2 separate regions of the Sus scrofa genome follow, and region 1 is linked to region 2. A link is a contact called in public Hi-C data. All regions are on one chromosome and are shown on one strand. Each heading gives the region's core, a stretch centred on a gene start, on an enhancer-like site or on the middle of the called end of the contact. The rest is flanking DNA. Distances are from core to core; before and after follow the strand shown.

The links. A called contact is a pair of places that touch in the nucleus more often than the background predicts.
Region 1: a contact with region 2 is called in a Hi-C map of embryonic fibroblasts, with 1.9 times the contacts expected there. The contact joins two enhancer-like sites. A contact is called at or near these places in 2 of 47 Hi-C or Micro-C datasets (embryonic fibroblasts and fibroblasts).

What each region holds. Positions count from the first base shown.
Region 1 is chr13:52,567,907-52,571,404 of Sscrofa11.1, reverse strand. The region is part of intron 6 of FOXP1 (forkhead box protein P1); the gene reads left to right. Among named protein-coding and RNA genes, the nearest start is that of FOXP1, 400 kb to the left of the region's middle. Within about 2 kb of position 1,469, at least 5 of the 83 cell types and tissues checked have an H3K27ac peak or open chromatin away from gene starts, as enhancers often do. A contact at or near this core is called in embryonic fibroblasts, where this site is marked.
Region 2 is chr13:52,373,630-52,377,379 of Sscrofa11.1, reverse strand. All of the region lies in intron 14 of FOXP1 (forkhead box protein P1), which reads left to right. Among named protein-coding and RNA genes, the nearest start is that of FOXP1, 600 kb to the left of the region's middle. Within about 2 kb of position 2,074, at least 16 of the 83 cell types and tissues checked have an H3K27ac peak or open chromatin away from gene starts, as enhancers often do. A contact at or near this core is called in embryonic fibroblasts, where this site is marked.

The DNA of each region.
Region 1 (3,498 bases), core at 220-2,719, 190 kb before region 2:
TCTCTCACCTTTAAAAACAGACCAGCAGGTCTGCTTTTGGCAAGGACCTTGGAGCCGGCTGAAAAAGCATTTGTCTTCAAAGAAAAGTCAGCTTTGGAAAATCTCCCACTCTGGCGTTTCAGAGGCAAGAGAACCTCAGTTCCTCGAAGGTGTCACCATGGCCACGTCTTTGTTGTCACTGCAAAAAAGAGACGCACTTGGTAGGCTGGAGAAGAAAACCAGGCTATTTCAGTTCCAAGTATGAGGAGCTGAAAAAAAAAAAAACACTTCTCTGGGTGGCTCATAGGCTGGCATCTCTAGCTCCTTTCAAAGTCCACAGTCAGTCCCCTTCTTCCAGGCTTCTCGCAGCCTCAAGCCTTCTCCAGAAGCTTTCATAGAACCTTGGTCTCTCCTAACAATTTTCTATCATGTTTATGTTGGACATTCCTTCTACCCCAGCTCCAGGTGCTGAGCTCCTTCATACCTCTTGTGGGAATGATAAAACTACTTCATTTTGTCCCTTTTACACACATTCATCTGTTCCCACTTGGTTGTACTGTGTCGTCAATTCTCTCCCCCGCCTCGCCCCGCTCCTTCCCCCCAATATATAGATGTGTGTAATTGCATCTATTCTTTTTCTCTGTGGAGTTATAGAATTTTTAAAATTCCTTAGATGATCCAGCTTCACATTTTATGGATAAAGAAACTAAGCTCAGACAAAATAAAGGCTTTGTCTTTTGATTAACTTTTGCATGGACGCCCTTGACGTTTAGAAATAGTCTTCTGGGCTAGGATGGGGGCCCTTGTACGATCTGTCAGGATGGATAAAATTGAAAAGTTCATTCTTGTGGTAACCAGCACCATTAAGAACTAAGTTCAATGTTTAGGATTTATCTGTGTTGCGTGGGGGGCGGGGGGGTGGTGTAGGGAGGTGTATATGTTCATCTATTGTAAAATGTGTTATTGATTATTGGGAGATGGGTATTTTTCTTCACCATAATTTTATTAGAGCAGGGATCAGCAAACTTTTTAAAAGTTACTTTAAACAGTAAACTTTTGGGGCTTTATAGGGTATTCTGTCTCTGTCACAAAAGTTCTTTGTGAAAATAGCCATAGACAGTACATGGGCATTGCTGTGTTCTAATAAAACTTTATTTACAGAAACAGGCTGAGGGCTGCATTTGACCCTCAGGCAGTAGTTTGCTGACCCCTATCCTAGCAGATGAACTGATGGTAGCTCTAGGAAATTGTTTTGATGTAGTCGGTGATGAAATTCCTGTGCTAGTCACACTGTGGTCTAGGATGGATAACTTTTTATTTTTTCACTTTCTTTAAAAAAAAAAAAAAAAAAAAAAAACTTCCCAGCTCCATCCTTCCTGCCACAGTTTGTTTCCCAATTCCCATTCCTTAAAGCCTCATTCACTGTGGTTATTCTGGTTCCTGCAAGCCCACATTTTCTTGAATGCTATTGGGAAAGAAGCTAAGACTTCCCAGAATTTGCCAGCAACCCCTTGTAAGATGACTTCAGCCCTGATCTCCACGTCTCACTCTTATCAGACTTGACCAGAGGTAACCTCTATGATTCCTTCCTAGACAGTCACAGTCTTCAAGAAGTGGGCTAGTATCACCCACATCCCTGCTCTCCTTTGGCCTTTTCTTGGTTTCCTACCTCGAATGTGTAACATCCTGCCTTTGAATCAGGCTTGGTCCTTGTCTGATGTGTGGAGTGTATAGTTTTACTAATAGGATAACAGTTAATATGTAGCACAAAAAAAATCATTCTGTCCCTGCCATTTTTTTTTTTTTTTTTTATGTTGGGCAAAAGAGAAACAAAGGCAAACCAGAAAACAAAGGTTTTTTTTCTTTGGGATGCTTTTCATTCTAGAGACTTTGTAAAGGAGGTCAAATTGGTCAGGAGGGGGTGAAGAGAAGAGGGGATGTCTTTTCTCATCGCTCTTGGTTATATGCTGAATTATTAAATGGAAATTCCAAGGGAGAGAAATGAAGAAGAGCTCAAATGTCTCCCCTGGCTGGTTATTCCTATCAAACCATGTTAAATTCTGGGGAATCTTTAGGGGTATTGACTCATGTTCTTAGGCAATAGATGAGAAACTCCTTCTGTGGGAGAAAAAAAAAATAGATGACGCCTTGATCAAAAGGAAAAAAGAAGTGACCTCTTAAGTTTGGCAAATGCAAGGGCTCTGCAAATATGGTCCAAGAACATTGATGGGAGTAGCAGCCAGACTGGGTTTGAGTCTTGCTACTATAATTCACTCTTGATTTGTAGCAAGTCACTAACTCTTGGAGCCTCTGGAAACGAGTTCTTTTCAAAGGTTCCTTTTGCTTCTAAAATTGCACTCTGTTTCTTCTCTCATTCATTTCTGATTAAATTAGAAACCATGCTCTACTTGAGATATTTGGTTCTTTGCTGACTTTTGGAAAGTACAGTAGTGAACAAATCACAGTAGGCACTCTAGACCTTGATTTATTTATTTATTTGGCCACACCCACAGCATGCACAAGTTCTCAGGCCAGGGAGTTGAACCTGCACCACAGCAGTAACCAGAGCCACAGTAGTAGACAATGCCACATCCTTAACTGCTAGGCCACCAGGGAACTCCTCCAGGTCTTTAAAATGTGGCCTTGCAAGCAAGGATATCCTTTAAAAAGCCGTAAGTGAATCAGAAAGGAAGAAGGAAGTTAGAGGAGACCCTCATTTTGAAGACAGATCCAATCAACCGATTTGGGGTGCGAGACTTAGGGAGTAGTGTCCATGTCCTGCCACCTTGTGGCTCTGTGACCTTAGGCAGTTGCTTAGTCTTGGTTTCTTCATCTGTAAGATAAAAGTTAATAATAACTGTCTTGTACATGTCAGAGGGGCATTAGGGGAAGCAAAGGAGGTATTTCAGGTGAAAATGTTTCATAAGCAATGAAATATTATACAAATACAAGATGTTGTCATTATTGAGATGTGTTTTTCATTTGTGTTACATTCTTGCAGGCCTCCCATGTTTCCAAATGTGATGCCTTTCCCCTGGGGTCACTCACGGTCCATGACTCTGCAGTTTTTGTCCCTTGCGATTTCTCTACCTTGGAATTTCCATTTAATAATTCAGCATATACCCAATAGCAATGAAAAAAGCAGGCACCTACGTATTTTTCCAAGGTTTAGATTTTTCTCCTTTTTTTTCTTTTAGCACAGTGTATTAAAAAACTTCCAGTTTTTATTTAACATAAAAGGCACTGTATGTACATTTTCTTTTCTTTAAAAAAAATGGAGGACTATCCTAGAGCTTCCTGGAAACAAAAGCCGGGTTATCCCTGATTAAGCAAAGGAAGAGGCTACATGAGATTTGGCAGGAAGGATAACGGGTTGGGTTGTTACTTATCAAAGGAATATTTGCTGTTGGCCTTAGTATAATAATGTTAATGAGATTATTAGATGGGGGAGATTTTCAATAAATAATTGATAAGGATTAGAAAGTGCCTTTTCTGCAAATAAACTTCAGAATAATTAAT
Region 2 (3,750 bases), core at 825-3,324:
CTGCCAAGATGCAGTTGGCAGACAAAATTAATGTCTGAAACAGAACACATTACTGAGATATAGGACATAAAATCATTAAACACTTTGCACATCCATTTTTACTAGGAAAGAGCCCTTAGTTTCCATGTGTTTTGCAGTAAATGGCTGTAGGACCAAATGTGGAGGCTCCCTAAAAGTAAGGGGGAGAAAGTCCATTCAGTATTGTGGAATCAGTCTTCAACTGTGCTGTCTGTGCTATTCCTATCAACCCCTCCTTTTAAGGAGGATCTGGGAAATAATGTGAACCCAGTGAAGCAACTTGCTGAAACCCTTCAGTGACTCCACTGAGTCCTCCAGTGGGCATCACTGGTTGCTCAGGGAACCGATTGCCTTCAGACTCTCTGGAAGTCTACAGATAGTTTGCGTTTGTTAGGGAAATGGTTTTTCCCAGGATGAAGGCTTTGTGTCTTTAAACCCAACAGCAAGGGAGCAAATAAGATTATCTCTTCCTTCATCCATGGATTAAAAACCATGATATTAGATTAGATATTAAGTTTGAGGATTCGAATAACGTGTGGACTCAGCACTTTGGAAATGGATTCATTTTGGATCATGGGTCTCCTTGGAAGAAGGAGGGATAAAAGCGGAGAAGGAATTGCAAAACCCCATGGGGCACTCGGTGAGTGATGGGGCCCAAGTGTTGGCAGGGAGTGCCATCTACATAAGCCTCCACGGGCCACAAAAGGACCCTTGGGAATCTCCATGAGGACCCGTGTTAACAGCCAATAAACAAGGAAAAGCAATCCCGGGGGAAATGCACAGGGCAGGAAGGTTTGTCTTGATTAGTATTTTAAAAAAATGTTTTACATGCTAGAAAATTATAACTTTGAAGGGGACCTCCTACTAAATTTATTTTTAACTGCTCTATTGAAAATTCTCTACCACTAGTCAACATTATCTCTTAGTAGCTCAGCACAGTATTTCTTTATTAAAAGAAATAGGCACGAATATTTTTGACTGAAAAATTAATAGCTTTTGAATTCATACACAGCAGGTTTTCTTTTGCAAAGAAGTCCAATATCGCTGCACAGCACTTCTATAACCATTTATTTGGAGTCCAAGTCAAACCTTTGACAGCTAGAGCAGTGCTACAAGCCAATATAAAGAACTCCAAGATGTAAACCAACAATAGGCCGTCTGTGTGAGGTTTGCCATTGTCAAATACATAGATTGTTTGGATTAGTTTATGTAAATGTACTGTTGTATTACCCTTTGGGAAAAAAAAAAAAAAGATCACATTTGTGTATGAAAAGTGGTTCCCTTCACAGGCAGCATTATAAATTCCTTATCCTTTAACTTACATGTAAGAAGTAAAAATTGGTGCCTGACAAGCAGATATTGTGTGACACTCTGTTGCCAGAGAGAACCTGCCTTCTTTTCATTTATTGGAAAATAGAAAATTTTATTATAGATACCATCTTATAAATCAGGAATTATTAAAATATGTATAGGTGAGGCTTTGGGAAATTAATTATAAAAGGTAGACGTGTAGTGTTTTTGAACACTTTTTTTTTATCTCCTTGCCCTAAAAGGGGGGGGGGATTGATTAGGGGAGCACACACATAGAGCAAACCCTTAATTCTTTCAAATTTAGGGATACAGAGTTATCTGATGATAGTTTTAAGGTGCAAAAGACTCCCTTTTGCCAGTAATTAATTGATTCCACCTGAAATAAGAGAAAGCAGGGTGTGTGTTCAAATGCGTATTCTTCTAGACTCGTTGATTGGAAAGCAGCTGTCCCTGAGATTCAGTTCTAACCCTCAACGGGGACTTTCATGCAAGAGTCTTGCCAGGAAGTTTGTGAGTTTTTTTTTTTTTTTTTCTCTTTTTCCATTTCTGTTTAAAAGGAACTCAGTGTTTATTTTAAAATCCTTAGTCACTAAGTGATAGAATGCTTTGCTGTAAACGTTGCTGTTCACTAAATGCCATTTGGGTGGTAAGTGTCATTTGTTGCGGCCAGTCATCCAACCAGTTCCCAGTTCACTGCATCAAAGAAACTGCCAGAACCTTCTTGGATTGTTCTTATTACATCAGCCCCTAGACGCGTTCGCTGGATCCTGTTGTGGAACTCACTGGTCACATTTGGATAGTTAGAGGGTATAGTCATCTTGGGAGATTCCCAAGTTTTTAGATGTGGATCTGAGCTGACTTCCACTGGGAAGCGTGTAGGTGAACTGAATGGGGTTCCAGGTGGTCCTCCTGTTCTGCAGACACCTCCAACTGTATCTCTTCCTGTTGGCTTGCAAATCTCTTAAACCAGAAAACCTTCTCCTTTCATAATTACACCAAGGACTCAAACTGTACTACTGCACGTTGTTTGTGTAAAGGTCATTCCTGGATTTAAAATCATACTGTTGCATCAGTGAATATTTACTGAATGTGCTATGGAAAAACATAGGATAGTGAAACAGGAGAGACACCCCCCCCACCCCGCCATCCAGGTGTTTGTGGAGACTCCCAGGACACACCAAGAAAGACACACTCCCAGGCTCTCCGTGCATCAACCGTGCTATGGATGAGTAGACCACTGCCCTAGATGGGTGGGGGGTTGAGGGAGACTTCTAGAACAAGGGACATCTAAGATGAAACCTAAAAGATGAATAGGAAGAAATGGAAAGCAGTCAGCCTTATGACTCTTGCCCCAGGGGAGGAGCAGGTATGCATGTCTGTGTGTCTCCGAGGAAGGGAGGTGGGCCAGAAAGGTGTGTGATGGAGATCAGTGTGGAGGAAGGGAAGGAATGGACAGCATCAGCTAAAATAAGCTTTTCATTTGTGATTCTGATATTTATAAGCTTTTAATTTTATTAAGGCTAGGCAAAAGTTTACCAGAGCAGCTGAATATTCTAGCCATGGGGGACGTACCGTGGGCAAAGCCATTCTTGCCATATGTTCAGAACGGCCCAGTGGGTTGTATTTGGCGTTTTTAGGGATTCTTCTTTTTTTCCCTATTCAGAGAAGCACAAGCAAAAAATCAGGTGATTGTAGACTGTCCCAATGAGAACGATATTCTTTTGTTCTAAACTCAGTACCAGTAATTTTCTCGAGGTCAGTCCCAAATGGATTGCTTGAGGTCAGTGTCTAGAATCTCCTGAGATATTTGCTTGGAGGGGGGCCTCCCTCAGGAGATAAAACAATAACAACAACAACAGGCATGTCTGTATTAATACTTTATTCGGTTGTTAAGGATTTTTCAAAGAGACTTTTCACTGTCACAACATCAGGAAAACCCTGCAAATCGTATTTTATAATCCTGAATACACCAGAGGTATGTATGCCTGGTTTTAGGGTATTCCTAGCCCAGCAAAGAGCAAGTCCCAATTCTGAGAAAGCACATTCCTTCAGATTTGGTGGGCAAGTCATTATAGTGGAGGTAGTATATCCTTTATGGACATGTTAGACACCACAGGAACTGGGCTGCTTGAAGAGAAAAGCAGTGTTAGGTTTTTCCCTTTTATGCATTCTCTTTTCCTCCAACTGTAGCAATTAGGACTGTTTGGAAATAGTTTTAGCTACTATGAAAACAAAGTGTCCATCCACCCCCCGCCCCCACCATGCCCTCTCTCTAAAAGGGAGTCTTTCAACTCTTAACAAGCTGGCTGGTCCTTTAGGCTTCTTGGTACAGCCTGTCTGGTCAGGTGAAGAGATAACATGAGGCCATCATAGACAGGTTGGCAAGCAGCAGGACTTTCTCCTGAAGTCCCCCGTCCTGAG